Linked DNA regions of Mus musculus: region 1 is linked to region 2. The links are chromatin contacts, called in public HiChIP or PLAC-seq maps. All regions are on one chromosome and are shown on one strand. The core of a region is the stretch at or near the end of the contact, and the rest is flanking DNA. Distances in the headings are between cores, read along the strand shown. Region 1 holds the start of Prdm1 (PR domain containing 1, with ZNF domain). Region 2 overlaps Atg5 (autophagy related 5).

Region 1 (5,656 bases), core at 2,002-4,501, 96 kb after region 2:
AAACTACAATTTAAAATTTGCTTTTCATAAAACAAATAAGTCTCCCATCAGAAATAGAACAAAGAGTGGAGCTTTAGTGAAACACAAGGTAGAATTCCTCTCTTTAAGTTTAGCTCTCGGTCTTTGCCACCTCCCTCCTTCCCCCCCCAAACCCTGAACTGAGACACACAAACAGGAAAGAGACAGTGTTTCCCCAACTCTGGAGTTTCTTTCCCATGTTGTCGCTTAGGGAAGGAGGAAAGTGACCTGGCACTTTCATAATGCATAGTCCTAGGAGCAAATCTGGAATCCTTACAACACAGAATCCCTCCTTTCACTGCTCCCCAAAGACAGCAAGGATCAGAAACCACAGCACTGTGGGCAATGGTGATGGTGGGAAGTCTCCTGAGGGCTAGCCTCAGCAACTTAAGCCATCAGGAGAGCAACTGCAGCAGCCAGATTCTCAGAGCAAGGAGTTATTTTGCAAATCACTTCACAGCCGACTCTAATTGTTATATAAACACAAATCAGGTGCTCCTCAGGTGTTCTGTGTCTTTGATACAAAGAGTGTACCCACTTCAGAAGCCATAAAACATGGACCTGCCGGCCTGGCCCAGGCCAGGGAGCTGCCACAGGTAAAGGGTGGTTAGTGAAGTCATCCTGACAGAGGACACTTTTACGTGACCCTCTTCCTGGTTAATGCCATCTCTTCAGTTCATAAACACGTCAAGGTTTTGAGAATAATTTTAGAAACCCAGCTAATAAAGCTGGCTCGTTAAAAGAATAAAGCCATCTCATGAGCAGAGGAAAAACTTCTTTTTCTAAGGAAGTTTCTTTCCTTTAAAACTGTCATCCAAGAGGGCCAGGGGGTGAAGCACTGAGCCCTTTACCATGCTGCCCACCAGTGCTGCCAGTTAGCTTTCCCAAGACATGTCAACTTGCCAAAAAATTTAACTGTTTACTAATTAGTATAGGACAGCTGAAGGGAGGAAGAAATGAATAGGAATTGGTTTGAAGAGAAAGCAAGGAAAACAGCCACTGGAGCGATCAATTATTTGCCAATGCATATAAATTCTCACGGTTCTCAGAGATAGTAGTAGGAGAGCTGGCCCAATTGCCAGTCAGACTTCAAGAAGGCAGCCGGCTTACCTCTTTGCTGTTGTTGGCAGCATACTTGAAAAGCAGGTTCCTTGGTAAGGATGCCTCGGCTTGAACAGAAGTACCCCCGTCAGCGCCGGAATCCCAGGGGTGGTCGTTCACTATGTATGTACACTTCTCTTCAAACTCGGCCTCTGTCCACAAAGTCATATCAGCGTCCTCCATGTCCATTTTCATGATCCCAGTCTCTGCCAGTCCTTGAAACTTCACGGAGCCGGAGCTAGACTTGGGGGCAGCCTGGAAGAGAAGGGAAAGGCTTTTAATCCCCATTGTCCGGCGCTCCTGTGCCTCCCTCTTAGAGGCTATGACTAACACGGTGCTCTGAAGACTTTAAAAGCTTGGAGTACTTGTACAGTTGAGTAAGAGTCCAAAGCCGTGTAAAGTAGACTGCCTTGAAGAAGCACGGTTTTAAAATGCAGCCTTTGGCTGAAAAAAAAAAAAAAAGCGTATATGTATATGTTAACCTCATCGGGAGAGAAAGAACAGCTACCTTTGAACAATCCTTGGCTTTATCACTCAAGGCAGAAATGTGTTGTGGGCGCTGCTGCGTCCTGTGTCCCGGGACGCCCGGGGTCATGGCCGCCAGACCCTCAGAGCTGTGGAAAAGCTGTCTCAGAGAAGTGTCACAAACAAGGGGAGGAAGAGGCAGGGGCGCTGCCTGCGTCTGAATGAAGCTAAAAATGGAAAACACGTGTGGTGCAGGAGCGGAACCCAGTCTGCCTTTTCCAAATGGGGAAAACTGAACTTTCCCACCAGCTCCCTAGCGAAGCAACTTTCAAAACAACTAGGTCCCCTCCCTCTGCCGCGCGCGCGCGCGCGTTCAGTCTCTTTCATCCTCCAGCAGGCAAGCCTGAGAGGGGTTGCATCCTGCCAGCATCCTTGAGTACCAGCCTTCCCGAGCTCCCATGGACCACAGGAAAAGAAAAATTGGGGAAGAGGGAAACACCCAGCAGTTTTGTTTGTTTTTTTAATCCGTGGGCATCTCGAGCCAGATAGAAAAATTAAAAACAAAACATATTAAAAAAAAAGTCAATAGAATTCCCTGAAGAGAATTCCTTTAGGAGCCCTCAGCCACAAATAGCACTTTCTATTTAAATGTGAAAGTGCATGAATTCCCAGAAGTCACTGAAGTGGCACAGTTTACTGTAACTAAAGTTATACAGAAGACTTGGGGATCCTCCTCTTATCTGCCCTCGGAAAAAGTCCTTTCCAAAGAGGAAAAGCAAGAAAGATAAAACAGCCTCTGCAACGTATTCCCACATAGACGCCGCAGATAAAAATTAGGAATAAGGATAACCATGTTAGAACGCGCGCTTGTGAAAATGTAAACACAGTACAGCGGGAGTCCCTCTCCGGAGCTGGTCTTTACAATTCGTCCCTAGATAGGACGCTCCGAGAAGGGGAAAGATGCTTACTTGTCCTTGTCCCGGGTACAACTTAAACTATCTCATTCTTATTTAGTTCCAACATGTAAGGTCATGTGGAACAAACGATGTTAAATACAAGTGAAAACCTAAGTCAACCCGGGATAGTTACAGTAATGTAAAGGCAGCGAGTGGCGAAGCGGACAAGAACCACTACTGAAATTTCAGTGAATTGACAATTATGTCTAGAACTGAAAGGGTTAATGATTCATACGGAGGAAAAAAGTCTTCTAAATGTTTGACAGTGCTCCGCGTACTAAAACAGAAGCGCTGGTTTCTACTGAGGCTTCATTCTTTTTTTTTTTTTAAAAGGGGGAGGGGGGAGAAAAGAAAAGTTAAAAAAAAAAGGAAGAAAGAAAAAGGGATAAAAGGTTTCAAATCGTATTAAAGACAGAATCTGGTTCCTTACCAAGGTCGTACCCACACGTTTTTCCAAGAGAAGATCCAACATCTGAGATAAGCCTCTCTCATGTCCACCCAGTCCACATCCTCCCGCGTCCCTGCCGGGCTGAGCAGTACTGACGCGCACCTCGGCGGTCCCTCCTTTTCTACGGCCGCGGGCCGGGCTCGCTCCGGGCGGACAGGTGCTGCGCGCTGCTCTTGCGTCTCCGCGACACTGGAGGGCCGAGTGTCACTGCAGCAGTGTCTGTGCGAGCGAGCGAGTGAGCGAGCGACTGACTACTCTTCCCCCTCCCTGCCCTGCCGCAGACTTCTTTACCAATACTGACGGTCTGATTCACTCCTACCAGCCGCCGCGATGGGGGCGTGGCCGCACCTGGCCAGCCCAGCCGTGCAGCGTGGGGTTCAGGGCTTCCCCCCACCGACTGCGACCCGCGGCAGCTTCCTCTGTTTGCAAATGGATTTCAACAAGGACTGGGAATCTTCTTACTTCCCTTTGCAGGCGCTTGCCCTCCATGTTTACCCACACTACGATTGTATTCTAAGTCCTCCGGATCGCTAGCTTCCTGTCGCGGCAGAGCGGGGCGGGGTGGGGGACTCCTCCTCAAAAGAAAACCCTAGTCACCTAAACTCGGTGTCTCAATTACAGGATCCGACGTACTTCGAAGGAAAGAGCTAAAGTATTTTGGCAGCACATGCAATACAATTTCGCTGTGTAGTCCTGGAGTCATTGCCAATGAAATAAATATTCTAAGGCGGTTCTCCTCTAGTATTAAACGTATAGGATTTCATTTCTCCTGCTAACTGAATACATTCAGCTTAGGTAGACCTAACTTCCTCCTTTCGACCATTTGGAAATAGGGAAACAGGAAAAAGTTATAATCATATATACTGGTTTTGTTGTCCCTGCCTCTCATGCCCAAACCCACAGCCAGGCTTCCGAGCGTGTGCGTACAATGGAGAGTAGGAATGCTTCCCAGTTAAAAAGGGGATGTTGGGCTGGGGGCAGTGAGTGGAAAGCTGTTGGAGGCAGTAATTAGTGGGGCTCGTTCTGAGCCTGGCCGGCTTTTCCTTCAGCCCCAGTCTGTCTTCTGGAGAAGGAAGGACATCCTGTGATGATGGCATACAATGTCCTGTTTGTTTATTATTAAGAGCGTGGACCTTGCATTCCTGCTTCTCATTACAAAACAAACCAGATGCGGTACTTCCTTCAATGGTCTTTTGCCTTCAGCAGGGATCCTCCAATTCACAGAAACAATGCTGCTAAGGGCCCATTTATAGCCAGCATCCCATCACAGCGACTTTTTAGATCACAGAAACTCAAGTCTTCCCCTTATCTTGCTTGCCTCATCGCAGGTTCCCCTCACCCCCACCCCCATTTTTAAAAATCATCTCTCCCAAAAGTTTACGATGTGGTATCTTTTCTAGTATTCTAAACACACGGGGCATACACACCCACCCACATCCAGATCCACACCCACATTCACACACCCAGACCCAACCTAATGATACCAACTTAGTCATACAATGAAGTGGACATTTGAGTATTTGTTTACAGGAAGAAATGAAACACAGCAAAACAAAAGCCCAACTCAATCATAAAGACAGGCTTGTTCTTCTGTTTTCCTTTCAAGAAACTTTCCCAGAAAAATTTTTTTGGGGGGGAGGGGTGTGTGGAAGGTATCACAGAAAATGATATGTGCATCTAAAAAATCCTTCTACAATTTATGTAGTTCGGAACAATCAAATTTATACCGGGGACAAGAGTAGAATACACTGGGGGGGGGGGGGGGGGTTGTAGGTCCACCTGTTATTTCATTTTCTGCCAGAGGGGGCGCTAGCACCAAGAAGAAACAGGCTGTTAGCTTGCTCTTGTGCCAGGGCTATATACAGAGAAACCCTGTCTCCAAAAACCAAAAAAAAAAAAAAAAAAAAAACCCAAAAAAACCAAACCAAAACAAAACAAAAAAACCCGAATGAACAATTCTTAAGAGTTCTCAGAAAGGTCCAAGTGATAATTAAACAAAAGAAATCCAGCCTCCTGCAGAGGGTTTATTAACCGATGCTGAGTCAGCACCACTATGGACAGAAAAACAATGTAGTCATCTCAGGGTCTGGCCTGCTGCTAGCTGTCTCCACTGCACAGCAGTTAACACGGTTTACCCTGCTTTCCTTTCATGAAAAACTTTGCTCTTGGGGCACAGATACCATGTAAGTGTCAGTGATTCCACCACTGTGGTGTAAAGAAAGAAGCAAAGGGTGGCAGTCAGAGTGGGAAGAGGGCTATTTTAAGCCAAATGTTTGCTTTAATGACTGGAAGATGCCTGTGAATCAACTCATGGTTAATTAATATCAGCCTGGGCTCACCTTCCGAGGTGGCGAAATAGGCTTGAGTCTAGGGAGGACGCAAACATCAAATATCAGTGTGAGGCTCATCCAGGCAACCCTAAAATTAGTTCCAGGTGTTCCAGCTGTGCTGGACAAAGCCATAGGTGAAACCATCAGGAAACAAAAAAACAAAAAACCAAAAAACCAAAAAAAAAAAAAAAAAGGGATAGAGCATCATTGGAGTATAATATCCTTGAAGTATTTGCTCCAGGACAAACGAACACGAGATGAGGGGGAAACAAAACAAACAGTTCCAGGCCAAGTTCTGATGCTGACGGTGGTAGTTAAGGAGAGATAGTGGTATAAGC
Region 2 (5,720 bases), core at 2,832-5,331:
TGCACACTTAGCAACCTCTCTACCGCATGACTCTAGCTCAGAGCTCATTTTCATTTTCTCTATAATATTTTCATACCCTAGGAAGGGTGGAGAAATGAACTAACTTCATTGAATACCTGCTATGTCCAAACCCTCTTGCAGCTTCAACTGGTCTTGCTGCTGCTGCTTCCTCCCCCTCCTCCTCCTCTTCCTCCTCCTCCTCCTCCTCCTCCTCCTCCTCCTCCTCCTCCTCCTTCTTCTTCTTCATTTATATAGTGTATGTGAGTACACTGTAGCTGTCTTCAGACACACCAGGGGGTATCAGATCACATTGAAGATGGTTTGTGAGCCACCTATGGTTGCTGGGAATTGAACTCTTTATCACTGAGCCATCTCCCCAACCCCTGGGCTTGCTTTTTCAATTTTTCTTTTATTCTTCGAGGAGCCGTAGAGATGAGTGTTTACTCACTCTCTAAGATGAGGAACTGGAGGCGCATTCAGCTAGATTCTAAGCTAGTAAATGTTGATGGCCGACGTCTGAAGGAGAGTTTGCTGTTGTGGTGTGAAAGAGTGGGATCCTGATTAGAACTGGGAGGTCTTCTAGGACTTTATAGAGCAGAGGTTTGCAGCCTGTGACACTCAGCTCATGGAGACCTAGGTGGCCTTGGGTTCTGAGCACCAGACAGGACTTGGAATATGTCTCAGTCATCCGTCAGCCTTCACTGCATTGCCAACCCAGCCTCCTCAGGAAATGTGAAGAGAGGGTGTGTTGTCTTCTCTTGACGTGTGCAGCATGTCTGAGAATGCATGTCACTGAGGTTCATTGAGAAGGGCAGCAGAGGACCAGCCAGCCTGTTTGTTTTTCTTCCATTAACCTTCCTCGTGCTGTGGTGGTGGATCAGAGTGTGAACTAGGACCCTATATGCAACCTTCACTTCCTATAAAATGAAATCTCAGAGAAATGAAGCTGGGCATCCATTCCCAGGGTGGGGATTCAATTAATGTATCTGTCAGTAGCACCTGTCTGCATGATTGGCCTTTCTCCTTTATGCCTGATTTATATCATTGTGTGCATTTATTCTTGTTGTACATATGTCTGTATACTGGCCCCATCCCAAGAATCCTCTGTTTAGTTACTTTTAGAAAGAAGTCGGAAAACAAAGCAAAGGAGAAATACCGATGAAGTGTTGGATTGATACGTGCTGTGACAACTGTTTCACATCGTTGTCTTATCCGTCTTGTCTTTGCTTTCTTCTCCTTTGTTTTGAGATGGGATCTTATTTAGTCTACAGAGTAAGAGTATTAAGAGAACCATACATTGGAATGTTTTCAGGTAGTATAAGAGCTGTTCTAAGGACTGTGCCTCCCATGTGCTCAGAGTTCAAACAAGGCTACCATGCCAGGCCTTAGCTCACACCTTCAGTTGTTCTGAAGAGAGGTAGGCACAGGTAGGCCCAACTTAGGTGTCCAAGATTAGAACACATTCATGCAAGAGTTCAGAGTGACCCCAGCCTGCAGGCTGGAGACGCAGAACTTGCCTTCCCAGCACACGATGGCACAACAAGGCACGTTTGATGCAGTTAGAGTGCCTCTCATGTTCTCTGGCTTGCACCAGGGACAGACTCCATCTGCTCTAACGGGATTGGTGGCCTGCCTTGTCAGGCACATGTGCAGCAGGGGCTGGGACACACGCAGTGAATGCGAGCTGGTGTGTAGTGCTGCGTCAGGACCTGTGCTGAGACTGAGGAGTGCCTGGTTAGGCTTTACTCGCACAGGGCTGGCTGGCTTGAGAAACTGCGCACAGAGGGAACTTTTACTCTCACCACGCTTTCGGTTTTTGACTCAGTTCTAAGTAGGAGGAAATTCTGAGAATATTAAAATAGCTCAAAGAAATATATAATAAGAATATTAAGAGAACCATACTAGAAACGTTTTCAGATATTCTAAGAAACCATTCTGGAGAACTTCGTCCATCTAAACACTGGTTCTTCAGTCTTCTGTGCTCTGTGTGCAGCTTTGCCTTCTGTCTGTAGATGCTTCTGACCAGCATTCTGGAGCCATTCTTTGTATTAATGCTGTGATTATAGCTGCATAAAATAATGTCTGCATAGATGCAACAAAGCTGGCTAGAGGGCCGGAGAGGTGGCTCAGCCTTTAAGCGTGTGCTAGTCCCAAGTCGCATCCCAGCACCCATGTTGGGGAGCTCACAATAGCCTGTAACTCCAGGTCCAGAGATCCAACACCCTCATCTGACCACTGGACACTCTACTCCTGCACACACCCATTTAGACTCAGATACACGTGCATTAACTAAATAATACAAATAGGGGGTTTTGTTTGGTTTGTTTGTTTGTTTGTTTGTTTGTTTTAAGATAGCTTAGGGAAAGGAAAGCAAGAGAGGCAATTTTTAAATTATGGGTCCTTAGGCAGTGGTCTTTCCCCAAAGTTAAGCTGAACTGTGACAGGGATAAGGGCAAGCTTTGTTTAGTCGTGTTTGAAGTTGGTAGCTGGTAACATGCTTATCAGGTTTTTAATTTTCGACTTCTCTTTTGACTGTAGTGCTTCCATGTCTGCTGTTGCTCTCTCCCTGCCTACCCACCCTTCAGCCTCTGAAGGAAGGCTGGATATTTCTTTAAAGGTTCTGCTTTCGTGTGGAGCCAGGCCGTCCCAGCCCTTAGAGCAGTGAAGGGCACTTTGAGTAGAACAGAAATACCAGCAGCAGCTGTAGTGGTCCTGCCCACCAGAGCTTGCCCTGTTCTCCTTGGTCCCCAGGATGCTGAGGGTTGCCCTTATGTTTTGAAGACACTGTCAGGGAGTTGTACCGCAGGGTGACAAATTGTTCCTTTTTTTCCGTTTTGGTTATTTTTGTTTGGTTGGGGGAGGGGTATGTTGTCGAGCTGTTCTTTACATTGGGGGTTTGTTTGTTTGTTTGTTTGTTTTGCTTTTTTAATGGTAATACAATTTGAATTTAAAGGTATTAATTGCAGCATCCTTTAAATTTGTATTATGTTTGAATTCATTTTAGTGTAGAGGTGATTGCCCACATTTCTTGGTATGAGTATGGAGGTCAGAAGACACCTTGGGGGACTAGGTTCTCTGCTTCTACCCTGGGTGTCAGGGATCAGACTGGAAGCCATCTGGCCTGCCAGTGAGTGCGCTTCTCAGTTGAGCCCTGCAACCAGCCCTATAGTTCTATTTTAATTAGCAAGCAAATATTAGTAAAACCTGATGAGGTTTTGGGACTCTTAATGAAGAATCTTTAAGTCAGATTATTGGCTCTCTGTGATCCCAGCTTTAATTGTACATTTTTTTATTACTTTCAACACTATGGGAAATACTTGAGCACATTTCAGAGAATCAGCAAAGCACCCAGCTGTTAAACATCTTCTCGAATTCTGGTCCGATTCTGGATCACTTCTGCCCTATATTTTTAAGGGTGTGTTGTGTGGCCTTCCACAGAGTTGCCATTTTAACAGTCGTCTGTGGTGGTTTGAACTGTGTACCTAGAGTATTTTGGTCAGTGGGTTCACCCTGCTGTTTTCTCCAGCATGGTTTCACTAACGTCAATCTCAGGCAAGCACAGTAATTAAGAAAGAACAAACACTTTCGCAGAGCAACAGAATTTTTATCAGAATTCACTGTAGCCCTCAGGTTTCTGTTTAGGATGAGACATTTTGCAACATTTAAACTTTCTCCTTGTCTTCATTTCCTGTTGAGGGGATAGAACAAGTTTGAAATCCATTTAATTCACTGAGGACCCTGAAAAGGCAAGTCTTCCTCTTTCCCTGTGGTTTTTACTGTTGGATCTCTTTCTTGGAACAGATGGAGAGAAGAGGAGCCAGGTGATGATTCACGGGATAGAGCCAATGCTGGAAACCCCTCTGCAGTGGCTGAGCGAGCATCTGAGCTACCCAGATAACTTTCTTCATATTAGCATTGTCCCCCAGCCAACAGATTGAAAGAGTGTGTCCTCCTCGCTAGATGGAACCACCTTGAGTCAGGACAACGAGGCGTGACACCCTTGCTTCAGTCAAGTTCAGTGGAGGCAACAGAAACCCGGGCTGCTGCAAGCCAAGGAGGAGAAGATTCCATGAGAGATAGGGCGCCCGGGCAGGGCTGAGTGTGCACCACTGCTTCGCTGAGACACACAGGACCACTGCAGCCTCCTCTTCTCGTGAAATGCAATGCAGCCGAAGCCTTTGCTCAATGAAAAAAAAAAAAATGGAAATGTGCCACAGTTTGTATTTCTGATTAACAAATAAGTGGGGTATTTCCTAAGGTGACCATGGTGGAACCTTAGGCAGGAGAATGGAAACATTGGTTGAATTTTCAATAGAATTAGACTTAAGAAAGTAAAAGAGAAATTCTGTTATTAATAACTTGCAGTAATTTTTTTGTAAAAGATCAAATTACAGTAAACCCATCTTTCCTTAATGAGACTTTCCTGTTTACAGTCAGTCTATTGGTATGCAAACAATCTTGTAACTTTGATAATGAACAGTGAGAGATTTTTAAATAAAGCCTCTAACTATGTTTTGTCATTTAATAACATACAGTTTGTCACTTTTCAAAGACCTCCTGAATCTCATAGAGTAAGCCACTTTTTCTTCTGTGTTCCCATTTCTCACTGGCATAGCAAGGGTGCGGGGCATAAGGCGACTTGTCTCAGGAGCTGTCACAGGATTTATTACTGTGACTTGAAAAATCTGTCTTCTATATACTAAAGGTATAAATAATCCTATCTGTCTTTGCTGTTACGTTGGTCACTGTAAACCTGTCAAATCATAGTATGCCAAGTATCTGTCTATGATAATTTTTGAATATTTTGAATCTCCCGTTCCTTTCCAGTGTTTTTGTTTGGTTTGGTTTTGGTTTTTTGTTTTACGTTTTTGTTTTTTGGCTCCTGGATTATGTCATTGTGGCCCCTGGCAGCCAGTCTTTAAAGCCTGCAGGTGACCTGTCTCTAGACTGCAGTAGCTTTTCCTTATCATTACCAAAAACATCCAGAGGTTACTGGAACTCCTACCACAGTAAGGAAAGTTTGCTGCACTCTCTCGATGGCTGCTTGGAGACTCCTGCTGTTGATTTGTGAGCTAGCTTGCTGTCCACATTGAATGTCAACCCATCTGAGTATGCTAAAAGATGATATCATAAAATAATGGTTCTAGATTCAATAATAAAGATGAATGTTTTCTTATAAAAATTATGTGGTGGCTCAAGTGAGGTCCTGATAGCGCTCCTTCCTCCTTTCTCCTTCCCCTGTCCTCTCCCCTGGCCCCCTGCCCTCTCCCCTATCCTCTCCCCTGGCCCCCTGCTCTCTCCCCTGGCCCCCTGGCCTCCTGCCCTCTCCCCTACCCTCTCCCCTGGCCCCCTGCCCTCTCCCCCTGCCCTCCTTAGCTTTTGATCTTCACTGATTTACAGCACATTTTTTCACAAAAATGAGATAAAGTTGGCCAAATAGCAAATATCCTAGAATGGAAGTTGTAAGCATAATAATAAAAGAAATAACAGTGAGGGTCAATCACAGAAAAAATAGAAGCGAGCAGGAAAGCATTGCCTGACAAAACAAAGCGCCCTTTCAGTAAAGGCGGGGAAAAGAGCACCCTCAGTTACATAAGGAGAACTCGCTGACTTGTGCTTCTGCACATTGGTCTGGGTATGAATGAGGGGATTTTCCCCTTTGGAGTTTTGACAAACTGAGGAGAGGTTACTGAAGGATCGGATGCCAGGGAGGGCTTGTG

Evidence for each region. HiChIP or PLAC-seq counts read pairs in DNA pulled down with a chosen protein or histone mark.
Region 1: a contact with region 2 is called in an H3K4me3 HiChIP or PLAC-seq map of the SCID.adh cell line, with 14 read pairs. The contact joins the promoter of Prdm1 here to the enhancer-like site in region 2. A contact is called at or near these places in 4 of 39 promoter capture datasets (embryonic stem cells, hippocampal neurons, macrophages and 1 more), 13 of 484 Hi-C or Micro-C datasets (CD8 T cells, LSK cells, Th2 cells and 7 more), 11 of 115 datasets of contacts at active chromatin or transcription factors (the 230-238 cell line, CD8 T cells, the SCID.adh cell line and 4 more) and 1 of 9 other capture datasets (adipose tissue).

The regions. Positions count from the first base shown.
Region 1 is chr10:44,455,497-44,461,152 of GRCm38.p6, forward strand. It overlaps Prdm1 (PR domain containing 1, with ZNF domain), which reads right to left and starts at 3,252. Exons shown (of 7, transcript NM_007548.4): 1 at 2,971-3,252; 2 at 1,129-1,374. The coding sequence starts at 3,012.
Region 2 is chr10:44,359,115-44,364,834 of GRCm38.p6, forward strand. It overlaps Atg5 (autophagy related 5), which reads left to right. Exons shown (of 8, transcript NM_053069.6): 8 at 3,802-5,185. The coding sequence ends at 3,938. It overlaps Mir1929 (microRNA 1929), which reads left to right and starts at 562; the gene lies at 562-654. Within about 2 kb of position 4,082, at least 7 of the 459 cell types and tissues checked have an H3K27ac peak or open chromatin away from gene starts, as enhancers often do. A contact at or near this core is called in the SCID.adh cell line, where this site is marked.